Linked DNA regions of Pan troglodytes: region 2 is linked to region 1. The links are chromatin contacts, called in public Hi-C maps. All regions are on one chromosome and are shown on one strand. Each heading gives the region's core, a stretch centred on a gene start, on an enhancer-like site or on the middle of the called end of the contact. The rest is flanking DNA. Distances are from core to core; before and after follow the strand shown. Region 1 holds the start of RPS9 (ribosomal protein S9). Region 2 holds the start of LENG8 (leukocyte receptor cluster member 8).

Region 1 (7,263 bases), core at 3,970-6,469:
AATTTAAAATACGACACTGGGCCAGGCGTGGTGGCTCACACCTGTAATCCCAGCACTTTGGGAGGCTGAGGTGGGCAGATGAGTTTGAGATCAGCCTGGCCAATATGGTGAAACCCCATCTCTACTAAAAATACAAAAAAAAAATTAGCCGGGCGTGGTGGCATGCACCTGTACTCCTAGCTACTCAGGAGCCTAAGGCAGGAGAATCACTTGAATCCAGGAGGCAGAGGTTGCAGTGAGCCAAGATCGCACTACTACACTCCAGCCTGGGCAACAAGAGCTAAACTCCATCTCAAAAAAATAAAAAGAAGAGAAAAAAAATGACGCTAACCCCTGTCTGGCCAATACTCTCTTCTTTGTGCCTGCTTCATAATTGGCTTTGTAAGTCTATTCTCCACCCTTTCTCCTCTCTACAACAAAGTACTTAGAAGTCTCATTACCTCTGTCATGAGTCTCTCCTCTGAAAAGTTCCTCATTTAAAACTCTTGTGGCCAGATGTGGTGGCTCAGACCTGTAATCCTAGCACTTTGGGAGGCCAAGGTGGGAAGATCAGTTGAGCCGCTGAGCTCAGGAGTTCGAGACCAGCCTTGGCTGAACATAGTGAGACCTCATCTCATCTCTATTTAAAACAAACAAACAAACACTTTTGTGACTGGTGTCCCCACATGTTGTCAGTCAACAAATTCTGTAGGTGCCGTGTTCAAAGCACTGTGGATCCACAGTTTCGCCCCACCCTCCACCTTCACTGCCAGTATCTTACAAAAACCAAACCATGGCTCGTTTGATATTGATAGCTTTCTAACTCATCCCCTGCCTTCCATTCTTGCCCCTCTATTGTCTGTTTTCAACAGAGCAGCCAGAATCATCGTTTTTTTTTTTTTTTTTTTTTTTGAGGCGGAGTCTCGCTGTCGCCCAGGCTGGAGTGCAGTGGCATGATCTCTGCTCACTGCAGGCTCCGCCCCCCGGGTTCACGCCATTCTCCTGCCTCAGCCTCCCTAGTAGCTGGGACTACAGGCGCCCGCCACCTCACCTGGCTAATTTTTTGTATTTTTAGTAGAGACGGGGTTTCACCATGTTAGCCAGGATGGTCTCGATCTCCTGACCTCGTGATCCACCCGCCTCGGCCTCCCAAAGTGCTGGGGTTACAGGCGTGAGCCACCGCGCCCGGCCAGAATCATCATATTAAAAGATAAGTCAGACCATGTCACAGCTCTGTCTAAAACTTTGCTGGAGTTTTCCATCTCAAAGTAAAACTCAAAGGTTCCACTTTGCAGCTTCCTCATGAACTGGCCATGTGCATTCTCTTCCTTGCTTATTATTATTATTATTATTATTTTTTATTTTTGAGACAGAGTCTTGCTCTGTTGCCCAGGCTGGAGTGCAGTGGCACAATCTCGGCCCACTGCAGCCTCTGCCTCCTGGGTTCAAGTGGGTTCAAGCGATTCTCCCACCTCAGCCTCCCAAGTATCTGGGATTACAGGCGCCTGCCACCACGTCAGGCTAATTTTTTGTATTTTAGTAGAGACGGGGTTTCGCCATAATTGCCCAGGCTCGAACTCCTGAGCTCAGGCAATCCGCCCACCTCAGCCTCCCAAAGTGCTAGGATTATAGACATGAGCCACCGTGCCTGGCCAGCTTTGTTCCTCTTTACTGCTGGATATTCCATTGTATGGACATAACCCCATTTTATTTATCCATTCACCAGGTGATTGGCATTTGTTTCTAGTTAAGGACAAGGTTTTGGTTTTTCTTTTTGTTTTATTTACCCCTGTTCATGCAGTATCCCCAGGTCCAAGAACAGTTCCTGGCACACAGTAAGCAGTCAATACATTGTTGCTAAATAAATGAGTGGCTTAAACTATAATTTTTAAATCAGGGCTGAGACAATTTGGAAATTATAATTTCTCCTACATGACTTTCTAAGCATATTTTAAATAAATATATATACGTTAAGGTCATTTTTATTAATGAAAATTGTAGCATACTATGCACACTTCTGCATCTTGCTTATTGGATATGCCCAGGCTTGTCTCATTTTTGCCAACAGCTACATGGTTTTGCGTCCTATGGATGGGGCATAATTAGATTTTATTACACTTGTACAAAAGGAAAGGAATTCAGCTCCCCAAGCATGCCCAGCTGGTCCTTGGCAACCCATGATGGAAACCAAGGGTTCCTCTTATATTACCCATGCTCCTTTCAGAGAGGAAGGGCTAGAGGGCTCCAGCCTGAGTGAGAGAGAGAGAGGAGGAAGCATGAGGGGTTTGTGGAAGAGGGCCCGGTGCCATATGACTGGAGCATGCTTCTGAAGAGGATCAGGGTGAGGCCAGATCTCATCAGCTGACCCTTGAGCAACATGGGTCTGAACTGCTCAGGTCCACTTTTATGCAGATTGAAAGAAGTAAAGGTTACACAGAGCATGCCTGCCTCTCCTGCTTTGCCTTGTACCTCCTCCACCTCTGGCACCCTGAGACAGCAAGACCAAACCCTCCTCTTCCTTCTGCACCTCTGCCTACTCAGAATGAAGACAAGGATGAAGACCTTTATGATGATCCACTTCCACTTAATGAATAGTAAATATATTTTCTCTTTTTTAGAATTTTCTTAATATTTTCTTTTTTTTTTTTTTTGAGACGAAGTCTCGCTCTGTCACCCAAGCTGGAGTGCAGTGGCGCGATCTTAGCTCACTGCAAGCTCCGCCTCCCGGGTTCACGCCATTCTCCTGCCTCAGCCTCCCCAGTAGTTGGGACTACAGGCGCCTGCCACCACGCCCGGCTAATTTTTTGTATGTTTAGTAGAGATGGGGTTTCACCATGTTAGCCAGGATGGTCTCGATCTCCTGACCTGGTGATCCGCCCGCCTTAGCCTCCCAAAGTGCTGGGATTACAGGCATGAGCCATCACGCCCGGCCAATATTTTCTTTTCTCTAGCTTAATTCATCATAGGAATACAGAATATAATACATATAGCGTATAAAATATGTGTTAATTGACTATGTTATTGGTAAGGCTTCCAGTCAACTACGAGTAATTTTTTTTTTAAATCCTGAGACAGTGTCTTGCTCTGCCAGCTGGGCTGGGGTGCAGGGGCATGATCTTAGTTCACTGCTGCCTCAACCTCCTTGACTCAAGCAGTCCTCCCACCACAGCCTCCCAAGTAGCTGGAACTACGGGCACACGCCACCACACCCAGTTAATTTTTCTGTTTTCTGTAGAGTCTGGGTTTTGCCGTGTTGCCCTGGCTGGTCTTGAACTCCTGGGCTCAAGTGCTCTGCCCATCTCAGCTTCCCAAATCCCACCTGGGGTTACAGGTGTGAGCCACGGTGCCTGGCCTAGTAGTTAAGTTTTGGGGAAGTCAAAAGTTATATGCAGATTTTCTTTCTTTCTTTCTTTCTTTTTTTTTGAGGCAGTCTTGCTCTGTCGCCCAGGATGGAGTGCAGTGGTGCGATCTCGGCTCACTGCAATCTCCACGTCCTGGGTTCAAGCGATGCTCTTGCCTCAACCTCCTAAGTAGCTGGGATTACAGGCACCTGCCACCACGCCTGCCTAATTTTTGTATTTTTAGTAGAGACCAGGTTTTGTCATGTTGGCCAGGCTGGTCTCGAACTCCTGACCTCAGTTGATCCGCCGGCCTCGGCCTTCCACATAGTGCTGGGATTACAGGCGTGAGGCACCGCGCCCAGCCTATATGGAGGTTTTCGGCTGAGCTGGGGGTCAGTGCCCCTCGCCCCCAGACTGTACAGAGTCAGCTGTGTTAAGATATTAAGCACCTTCAGTACACAAGACTCTGTGCTGGTTTTCTTTTCTTTTCTTTTTTTTTTTTACTCTAAATCATCAAACCCTATGAGGAAAGTCCTGTTACTTTCTCCCATTTAGCACTCTTGAAGAGGCTAATTTGCCTAAGATCAAGAGCTCGTCAGTGACTGCTGAGGTTCAAACGCAGATCTTTTTTAAGACTTGAGAACCTACAGGTTCAACCACCATTATAAAACCATCTCTGTAATCACCAGGCACCCGGAATTTGTGGAGCTTGGACTTCATCCTGAAGGGAGTGAAAACTTATGGAAGTTTTTTCCTTCCACGTTTCCCCCTTCCAGATGAATAATATACGCGTGTTCAAGATACAAAAATGCATAAAATTTGGCCAGGCATGGTGGCTTACACCTGTAATCCCAGCACTTGGGGAGGCTGAGGCGAGTGGATCACTTGAGCCCAGGAGTTCAAGACCAGCCTGGGCAATATGGCAAAACCCCGTCTCAAAACAACAAAACAAACAAACAAAAAACCCATAAAACTGAACAAGGTAGTTTGTAAGATATGGAAGTACAATGCAGATGACAATAATGACGATGGTAGCTACCACTAGGCGCTTTATTTATGCCAGACACTCTCCTCAACACTGGATAGACTCTCACTTAATCCTCACAAGCTTATGAGGTAGGCACTACCATCATTCGCCGTTTTACAGAGGAGGACGCTGAGGCACAGAGTGATTGAGAAACTTGTCGAAGGCACTGCAGCTGGCAAGTGGTGACGTGGCATTTGAATCCAGGCATCCGGATGGTGTGGATGCCGTGGAAGAGAAAGGGGCGGGTGGGACTGCTTCCTGAGGAGATAGTGACTGCCGAGGCAGCAGCGTAGGGAAGACAACTGAAGAACACGAGCTGTGGAGACAGACCATCGCATTCGGAGTGGAGAGATGGGTGTACAGACAGACAATAACCAGACTATATATAAAAAGAGAACTCTAGGTCACGCGCGGTGGCTCACACCTGTAATCCTAGCACTTTGGGAGGCTGAGGCGGGTGGATCACTTGAGGTCAGGCGTTGGAGACCAGGAGTTCAAAACCCCGTCTCTACTAAAAATATAAAAATTAGCCGGGCATGGTGGTGGGCGCCTGTAGTCCCAGCTTCTCGGGAGGCTGAGGCACGAGAATCGATTGAACCCGGGAAGCGGAGGTTGCAGTGAGCCGAGATCGCACCACTGCACTCCAGCCTGGGTGACAAGAGCGAAAAACTCCGTCTCAAAAATAAAATAAATTACTGATAATAATACTAATACCCCTTAAGTGGCTATTGATAATAATAGTACCATGGGGGGGGGGGGCAACTGCTCTGAGAGTGCTCTGTAAGTATGTATTGAAGATTGAGTAAATACATTTAAAATTCTTAGAACAGTATGTGGCACATAGCGTTCCAGAATGCCACATTATTGTTAGTGACAGAAATAATCTCGGCTGGGCGCGGTGGCTCACGCCTGTAATCCCAGCACTTTGGGGGGGCCACGGCGGGAGGCTCTCTCGAGGCCAGGAGTTCAAGACCAGCCTGGGCAACATGGCAAGACGCCGACTGTTAAAAAAAAAAAAAAAAAAGCTACCCGGGCGTCGTGGCGTGTGCATGTAATCCCAGCTACTGGGGAGGAGGTGGGAGGATCGCTCGAGCCCGAGAGGTTGGTCGGGGCCGCAGTGAGCCGAAATCACACCACTGCACTCCAGCCTGGGCGACAGAGCGAGACCCTGTCTCAGAAAGAAAAAGAAAAACCACCGTCCAGGGGCGGAGAAGGAAGGTTCTCCCTACTTCTCAGGTTTCCACTCCCTGGCCGGAAAAAACCTAGTCCTCCCAGGTTAGCACGCCGCTCTAGCCCAGCCTCACGTCTCCACTGCTTCTCAGCCAGCCAACGCCTCTTCTGATTGGCTCTGACGTGCGTGGTGCGTGATAACGTCACGAGACGCCGGCGTTACTATAAGAGCGCAGCCGTGGCGCTTGCGCGCCTCTTTCTCAGTGACCGGCTGGTTTGCTCAGGTGAGGTGCGGTGGTGTGCTTTTTCTCTAGGGTTTGGGTTGGATGGTGGCCCGGGCCTTCCGAGTTTCCATGAGTAAGCTAAAGACGTTAGGAAACAGAGCAGGGTGGTTGAACGGGAGTGCAGCACGGTTGTGGGGGCAGATACTGACTATGAGAGCGTTGGAGGTTATTCTCGCGAGATCGGATCTGGGCTCTGCGAGGTTTTGGCGTAGTTGTGGGACTGCGCAGGCGCCGTCTGGAGCCCTTACGCTTCTCTCCCGCGCAGGCGCAGACGGGGAAGCGGAGCCAACATGCCAGTGGCCCGGAGCTGGGTTTGTCGCAAAACTTATGTGACCCCGCGGAGACCCTTCGAGAAATCTCGTCTCGACCAAGAGCTGAAGCTGATCGGTGAGTGGCCAAGGCTTCCGGGAAGTGGTTCGGCTTCCGGGAGGCGGTTAGCACGTGGATGAAGGCGCCCATGTACTCTATCTAGTCCGTCCCCTAAATTTGGTACTATTCGTGGTTTAGGAAGGTTTTGTGAATCCAAAGCTGCCAGTCTAGTTGTTGTGCCAGTACGTGGGACTACACTTGTCCACCCCCTTCTCCCCACCAGGCGAGTATGGGCTCCGGAACAAACGTGAGGTCTGGAGGGTCAAATTTACCCTGGCCAAGATCCGCAAGGCCGCTCGGGAACTGCTGACGCTTGATGAGAAGGACCCACGGCGTCTGTTCGAAGGTGCGTATGGGAGTCCACAGCAGAGGGATGGGGTGCAGGGCTTGTGAGGTTCATTCTCCCTTCTGTTGCCTCTGTTCCAGTGATGAGAGTTGTGTCATTGGATAAATGGAGCCAGCCTTTTAACTTTTAGTGGCACTTGTGGAGTAGGAAAAGTGTATCTGGATCAGTCTTTGCCCTGTTTCTTAGGTGTGTGGCTTTTTTGCCCAGTTACTGGACCTTCAGTTTAGTAATGACCAGAGATAAAGATAGGCCTGGCACACCTGGGCACCCGTCTATATCTTTATATGATGTCTCAAAACAATTCTGTTTATGTGGCCTGTTTGCTAGTGGATGAGAGTAGACTATGAAGTGGAATTTCTGGGCTAAGTGATGGTGATAACAGGGTTTGCACATTTGCTTGGTTTGTTGTTTTTTTAATTAAGTTTTCTCGTTTTATTTAGTTTTTTGAGACGGAGTCTTGCTCTGTCGCCCAGGCTGGAGTGCCGTGGCGCAATTTCGGCTTACTGCAACCCCCGCCTCCTGGGTTCAAACAATTCTCCTATCTTAGCCTCCCAAGTAGCTGGGACTACAGACAGGCGCATGCCACCACACCTGGCTAATTTTACTTTTGAGACGGAGTCTCGCTCTATTGCCCATGCTGGAGTGTAGTTGTCGCAATCTTGGCTCACTGCAAACTCCGCCTCCAGAGTTCAAGCGATTCTCCTGTCTTAGCCTCCTAAGTAGCTGGAATCACAGGCATGGGCCACC
Region 2 (7,716 bases), core at 1,346-3,845, 260 kb after region 1:
CTTTGGGAGGTGGAGGCGGGTGGGTCACCTGAGGTCGGGAATTCGAGATACTGTGAAACCCTGTCTCCACTAAAAATACAAAAATTAGCTGGGCGTGGCGGTACACGCCTGTAATCCCAGCTACTGGGAGGCTGAGGCACGAGAATTGCTTGAACCTGGGAGGCAAAGATTGCAGTGAGCTGAGATCGTGCTACTGCACTCCAGCCTGGGCGACAGAGCCGTCTCAAATAATAATAATAATAATAGATTTTTTTAAAAAAAGCAACCCCCTAGTGACTTCTTAGAGCAAATCATCAGACAGTTGGGGTAAAATTCTGAAGTGGATTAAGGGAGGGGTGCTGGTTTGCCTGGATGACTACATGAACATAGCCCTGGAACCAACCAAATATGTAACTGGACAACAGAAAAATAAGTACAGGGTGCATTAATCAGAGGCAACAATGTTTTGTAGTTAAGTACACAGAAGACACGATGTGAAGACACCAAGAGAACAGTACTTTTCATGGTTAGACACATTTCTTAGGTATTTTTTCTACTTTGGGGTTCTTTTGTGATATAATTTGTCCTGTTTTCATAATTTTTTTTTTCCTGACATGTAAGATAAATGTATCTAATTGTGGGCTTACTTGTAAAGAGTTTTCACATTTAAGTTCCAGTCATTTCATTTTATCGCTGTGTCTGTGTACAGAATGCTAAAGAATAAGACATAAAAAATAAAAGTACAGTTATAAACACCTCTTTTAAAAGGCAGAGACTGTTCGCTTGGGCAAAAAAAAGCAAGATCCAACTACATGCTATCTACAAGAAACCCACCCTAAATACAACAGGTAAAAGGAAGCTAAATGGAACGTGGGTCCTGGCTTGTACTCTGGCATGTAAAGAAAACATTGGAGGAAGAGGCGGTGAAATCCCAGTAAAGTCTGGGTTTTAGTTACAGTAATGCATCATGTCAGTATCTACAACAAACCACTTTTGTTGGTGCTTGTGATGACAGCATCAGAAGAAACTGGGCATAAAACATGCTGGACTGCGTATGATCTTTCCAACTTTTTTTTCTTTTTGAGACAAGAGTTTCACTCTTGTTGCCCAGGCTGGAGTGCAATGGCGTAACCTCGGCTCACTGCAACCTCGGCCTCCTGGGTTCAAGCGATTCTCCTGCCTCAGCCTCCCGAGTAGCCGGGATTACAGGTGCACGCGCCACCACGCCCAGCTAATTTCTGTATTTTTAGTAGAGACGGGACTTCACCATGTTGGCCAGGCTGATCTTGAACTCCTGACCCCAGGTGATCCACCCATCTCGGCCTCCCAAAGTGTTGGGATTACAGGCGTGAGCCAGCGCGCCCGGTCTTTGCAACGTTTTGAATAAATCCAAAATTATTCCAGAACAAAAAGCTTAGTACCAAAAAGAAAACAGAAACAAAAACAAAACAAAACAACCCCCCCCCCACAGAGTAAAATAACGGAAAAAGATCTACTATGCTAGCACTAACAAAATAATACGTAGTTATGAAAATGGTATGTATTTTTCAAGCTAGAAGTTCATAATGGTAGAACATGAGGAGGAAAACTGCCTCTTAAATCCCACCACTTACTGTGACACAGTGACCGGTCCCTGCAGCGGACTGGATAGTTGTATCAGAGTCCTGGACGGAAACAGATGGCACTCAAAAGGTGGCGCGCAGTTCAGAGAAATGCCTATGTACGGATTTGGTCCAATGCCTCAGCCTGACCTCAGGGACCTTCGGGGGTCTGCTCCGCGCCCACCCTTACACATCTGTGACCCCACACACTTCCACCCCAGCGCCACTGCCAACAGCTACACCCATCCCCCTCCAACCGCGTCAGCTTCCAGCCTCGGTCCATCTGAACTCGCCGTGCCCCCTCCACTGCGCCCTTCCAGATTCATTTGCTAGGGAAGCCCGCTCTTCCGGGTGGAGCTGTTCCTCATCCCCTTTCTTTATCATTCTCTCCCCAGGGCTTCCACATCACCGTGCTGTGGACAATCTCGGAACTCCTGTCGCGCCAGTTTACATTTAGGAACAGTAATGGCTCCCACTGACTCAGTCAAAACAAGGCTGCGGCCGGGCACGGTGGCTCACGCCCGTAATCCCAGCACTTTGGGAAGCCGAGACGGAGGGATCACGAGGTCAGGAGTTCGAGAACAGCCTGGCCGACATGGTGAAACCCCGTCTTTACTAAAAACACAAAAATTAGCCGGGCATAGTGGCGCGCGCCTGTAATCCCAGCTACTCCGGAGGCTGAGGCAGAATTGTTTGAACCCAGGAGGCGGAGGTTGCAGTGAGCAGAGATCACGCCACTGTACTCTATCGTGAGCGACGACAGAGCAAAAGCAAGACTTCGTCTCCGAGAACAACAACAACAGCAACAAGAAAACAACAATAAAAAAAATAAGGCTGCGTGGGAGGCAGAAAGAGCTAATGCGGCCACGCTTGTCCCCTCGGGGCCACCGTCCCCACGCAGACTTCCGGTCTGCCTTAAAATGTTCTTGCGTAAGTGCGTGGGCAGGAGGGCGGGCTCAAGCGTAGCTCGTGGCGTTCATTGGCTGTTCAGGGCCGAGGGAGGCGGTGCAAGGCCACCGCGTGACGTCAGGACGCCGCGGTCAGGACGTCGAAGCCAAAGAAGACCAGAGCCAGCCGGGTGGCACAGCGGTGTCGTGGCCGTGTTGCTGATCGCCTGGGTGGTTGTTGGCGTGTCCCTGCAGCGAAGGGTCCTGGTTGGTAAGGGGAGCGGCGGGCGAGCAGGCGGGCGGGGATAGCATCTCCTTTTGGTCTTGTGCCCCGCGAGCCCCGAGGCCTTCTCGGCCGTCGCAGCAGCAGACGCCGCGCGCGAGCGTCGACAGGGTGTGGCGGCGCAGGGGCAGCCACTGCGCCTGCGCACCGGGCCTGGGGCCGCGCGTTCGGGCACTAGCGCGCGTGCGCCGTCGTCTTCTACTTTCCGTTCCTCTCCCTTGGAGTTCTCGGGGCCCCGGGGCGCCCCTCACTCGCCGTTGACCGGGTGTTGCCCCGGGCGACGGGCGGCTCCTGCGCGTCTTTCTGGGGCGTGGTGCGCAGTCGCGGCCTGGGCAGTGGCTCCGTGGCTAGTCGTGGGGATCCGGGCGGCCTCCTCCACCCGGCGTCCTCCTTTGCCTTCGCCCAGCCTGCGGGACGGCCAGGTGCTCCCGGGACCTCAGGCCTTGCGTCTGATGCCTGTCTCTGTTCTTGAGACCCGTCCGGGAGTCCTCTGTCCAGCCCCCAACTCCTGACCTTACCTCTGATCTCCCTTCTGCCCTGGGGCTCCTCTTCCTGTGTCCCCGCCACGATCCCTCGTCTCCACCCACGCCCTGTGTCCTGTTTAAGTTAAGCCTTTGCGTTTCTAGGGCTTTTCCCCAGCTCCAGACTCCCGTTCCTATCCCGTCAACTCGTGAGAATTCCGGTTCTCCTGCGGGTTTAATTATCCTACTTATCAGCTACTCCCTCTCGGGAGTTTAGGCTCCTGAATCCTTGCTCCGGAGACACTCCACTTTTCTTCCAGTTCTCTCTGTACCCCACTCTTAATTCGTTGAACATGTTTTGGGTCGTCTTTGGCATTCCCAAAGCTTTATGTCCAGACACCCAACCAAGGTGATCCCTCTTCTCTCCCAGCCCTACCCCTGCTTCCGGGAACCTCCCGTGGAAGCAGGCAGGGGTAGTCCCACTGAGGACTCCCACGTAGGTCTCTTTACTGCCCTTCGGAGACCTTTTTGAAATCAGTCTGTCAGTGCTAAGAACCCATTTCTTCACGTTGGGGTTCACGTTGGCATTCTCAGGAACGCTCAACGACCACTTGCTTCCAGGTTTAACTTCCGGAAAATCCCCTTTTCCTCTCAAAATTTTCTTCTTTTCTCCAATATTCTTGCAGCCCCCTTGATGCTCCCTGAAAGGCCTCCCTTTTCACAGAGTTCTCGGAAACCTTTCCACCCTCTCAGCCTTAAGGGTTCCCTCAGACTCTTCTCATTATAGCATCCATCCTCTTGGTTCAGGTTCCTTTCACAACCCGTATTCCCTAGCTTTTTTTTTTTTTTTTTTTTTTTTTTTGAGACAGAGTTTTGCTCTTGTTGCCCAGGCTGGAGAGCAAAGGCGCAGTCTCAGCTCACCGCCGTCCGCCTCCCGTGTTCAAGCGATTCTCCTGCCTCGGCCTCCCTAGTAGCTGGGATTACAGGCATATGCCACCATGCCCGGCTAATTTTGTATTTTTAGTAGAGACGTGGTTATTCCATGTTGGTTAGGCTGGTCTCGAACTCCCGACCTCAGGTGACCTGCCCGCCTTGGCCTCTCAAAGTGCTGGGATTCCAGGCGTGAGCCACCGCGCCTGGCCCCTAGAATTTTTTTTAGACCTTTTCCCCTTGTTGGAGGCACCCCTACCCTCTGGACCTTTCATCACACCCTCTCTTTGCTCACATGGGTTTCAGACCCTTCTCCTTCCCTTTGGGAAGTCTGCTCTGGCTTCCCTGTTTCCAAATCCTTCGTTTTCCACCTGGAGCTCTACAAAGGGGCCAGGGGCTTCCCCTCACTCCAGCCTTTCTAGTCCACACCCAGAACTCTTCAGATCCTTGACCCCAGTGGCTTCTCAGCCAGCCTCCCCTTTTCTGCCTGGCTTCTCTTGAGTCCATCTACTTTTCTTCCCCACTTTGTGACGTGTTTTTAGCTCCCCCTTAAGTCTCCCTAACTCATTCTTTTTCTCATAGACAGTGAAAAAGCAGTCTGGCTCCCGAGGTCCACCCCTTATACCCCAAGGTCCAGATGGCGGCCAACGTGGGTGATCAACGTAGCACAGATTGGTTAGTGAGGCGAGAGGGATGGAGGCCAGTCGGGAGGGAAAGAGGAAGCAAGACCCAGTGCTGTCCTCTGGGGTGGGACCTCCCGTGGCCTTAGGGGAAGTGATGCCACAATCCCTGTGGGTGGGGGTGGTGGTGAGGCAAACACAGAGGGAAGCATTTGGTTGTGGTGTGGAGAGGGGCAAGCCTTCACCTCTCTGAGCTTTCGTTTTTCACAGTACAGCGCTTGCTTTGCAGAATTGTGATGATTCATTCAAGCAAGTGTAATTAGGAGGCAGCTTCCCAACACTCAATACACAGTCATTTATTTGTTTTTCTGCTGATTCCTTACTTTTTCTCAAAATAGTGTGATAACCTGCCGACTGGGGTGATGTCAGACAGAATTCATTGATTCATGAAAGACATAGCCCTAGGAGGTGCCAGGGCTTGTGTTCAGTTCTGTGGGTTCTGTTAATTGTTTTGTTTGTTTGGTTTTAACAACTGCTGTGTGCCAGGCTCTGGGATAAGTACCTTAAGTGGGTGATCTCATTTATCCCTCCCAGCAGACTCTGAAGCAGAAACCCTTTGTCAGTATAGTACAGATCAGAAAACTTAGGCTTAGATTGGTAGTAACAGTTAGATATGGGATCCAGGGGCTGGAATTTGCTCCCAACTTGCCCACCTGTGTACAGTGGGGAGAACAGGTGTGACTTGATGTCCTCTCTCTCTGCAGGTCTTCTCAGTACAGCATGGTGGCTGGGGCAGGCCGAGAGAATGGCATGGAGACGCCAATGCACGAGAACCCGGAGTGGGAGAAGGCCCGCCAGGCCCTGGCCAGCATCAGCAAGTCAGGAGCTGGTGGCAGCTCTGCCAAGTCCAGCAGCAATGGGCCTGTGGCCAGTGCACAGGTGAGAAGGCCTTGTGGGGCTGGGGTACCCTGAGCTAGAGGTTGTGGGAGGGACACAGTCTGGCGTCCTCTTGTATCATTCAGATGGGGTGCTCTGAGGGGAAACATAAAAAGACGTTCCAGGGTATCTAAATCTGAACGGGAAAAAGTTCTGTTTCCTTGAGGAAATTAGGGCGTGATGTGGTTCTGAAGAGGGAGGCCATGCCCATGCCCCTGGTCTCTAACGTGCGTGAGTCTCATGGTAGAGACAGTGGCTCACTTTGCAGATACATGGACCCAGTTTCATCCCTTGGCAATTGGCCACCAGTAAACAGGCTTGCCCTTTGGGGGCTGTGTGCCTGTGGATTTGGGCTGCTGATGGCACATGTGCCTCTCTGTTTCCACAGTACGTGTCCCAGGCAGAAGCCTCAGCTTTGCAGCAGCAGCAGTACTACCAGTGGTACCAGCAGTACAACTATGCCTACCCCTACAGCTACTACTATCCCATGGTGAGTCCCCAGCCGGCGGGGCGGGGCGGGGCGGGGCGGGGCGGGGCGGGGCGGGGCGGGGCGGGGCGGGGAAGGGTGGGGCGAGGTGGAGTCTGCTGGGACGGGACGGGCTGGGGCAGAGCGAGGTGAAGTGGAGTCTGCGGGATGGGGCCGGGTGGTGGATGGACTGGAGATCGCAGTGATAACTGCTCAGAAACCCTCTAACTTGCCCAGGAGGTAAATTCCTAGGTCCCCGCCATGAGCCACAAGGTCCTACATACCCGGTTCTGGTCCCTTCTCTCCTCACGCTCATTCTGCCATGGCCATCGAAGCAGAGACCTCCTTGATGCCCGCACCCGCCAGGCCCGCTCTTGCTTTGCCCTGGCTGCAGTGCTCCCTGTGTTGCCGCCTCTTGGAGGTCTCTGCTCAGATTCCGCCTTCAGAGAGCCTCTACCTGACACACTGATTGAAAGTAGCATTCCTGCCTCGCAGCCTGTCCCTCTCCCTTTCTTTGCCATCTTATTGTTTCATGATCCTTATTGCTGGATGTATTACATATTGATGTCTCCAGCCGGGCATGTAATTCCAGCACAAGCTTCATTACAGCATGGGTTTTCCTTTTGTTCTGTCGTAGTGCTTAGAAGAGTTGGCACTCAGTATTGTTGCTTATATTCTTCCGAGAACTAGCTAAGTGAGATGTGGGATTGATAGAGGTTTTTGTTTTCCTAATATATGAGAGGATGTGGTGCATTAATATAGTGGAGAGAGAAAGGGGTGAGGGATTGGTAGAGGGTCATGGCTGGTGTAGTTCCTGAGCAGGCTGGGGAAGCGGAAAGGGTAGGCCTCCCACTAAACCCTCCCTCCCTGCGCCTTTGCAGAGCATGTACCAGAGCTATGGTTCCCCTTCCCAGTATGGGATGGCCGGCTCCTATGGCTCAGCCACACCCCAGCAGCCATCCGCACCCCAACACCAAGGGACTCTGAACCAGGTAACATCCTAGCCCAGCTCCCATACCCTGCTCAAGCAGAGGAAGTGTAGATTTTTGAATGAGCTGTCAATGAGGAATGGCTTGTACTCCTTAAGCTGCTTTTTTCCTTCCAAGCAACTCCTGATCTGAAAATGAGGAGGACAGAGCATAGTGTTTGAACCTGGGGTGGGTTTAAGGCTGAGCCAAGGCCAGGGCTGAGATGTTGAAAGACAGCTCATCTTTTTCCCTAGCATGGTCACCCATAGGCGTGCACACACGGGCTGGGTTTTGCATTGAAGGTGCAGCTTGGAGGAATGGCCGGGCTGGTGCACAGGAGGCAGGTAGACCTGGGTTTGAATCCCAGCTGTCCCACCCCTGGTGTAATTACGCATCTCAGTCAGCTCTCGAAAGCGGGAAGGATGGTAGCCTCATCCTCGGGCTCCATGAGTGTGTGTGCTCATGTGTGTCTTGTGCTCAGATGGTAGCGCTGGAGTGGGTGTGTTGTCGGTGGCTGTTACTCCAGCATTGAAACGCTGCCAGCTGCCGCTTCATAGCTTAGGGCCCTGGGAAGTTGCTTAGTCT

What was found. Hi-C and Micro-C count contacts between places; a contact is called where the count stands out from the background.
Region 2: a Hi-C map of stem cell-derived neural progenitor cells shows a contact between it and region 1, with 2.2 times the contacts expected there. The contact joins the promoter of LENG8 here to the promoter of RPS9 in region 1.

The regions. Positions count from the first base shown.
Region 1 is chr20:57,014,639-57,021,901 of NHGRI_mPanTro3-v2.0_pri, forward strand. It overlaps RPS9 (ribosomal protein S9), which reads left to right and starts at 5,220. Exons shown (of 5, transcript XM_016946984.3): 1 at 5,220-5,801; 2 at 6,067-6,188; 3 at 6,394-6,516. The coding sequence starts at 6,092.
Region 2 is chr20:57,276,904-57,284,619 of NHGRI_mPanTro3-v2.0_pri, forward strand. LENG8 (leukocyte receptor cluster member 8) reads left to right here and starts at 2,596. Exons shown (of 16, transcript XM_054673503.2): 1 at 2,596-2,734; 2 at 4,724-4,816; 3 at 5,526-5,700; 4 at 6,086-6,187; 5 at 7,045-7,155. The coding sequence starts at 4,779. It overlaps LOC129138085 (a long non-coding RNA gene), which reads right to left and starts at 2,477. Exons shown (of 3, transcript XR_010153973.1): 1 at 1,593-2,477; 2 at 627-692.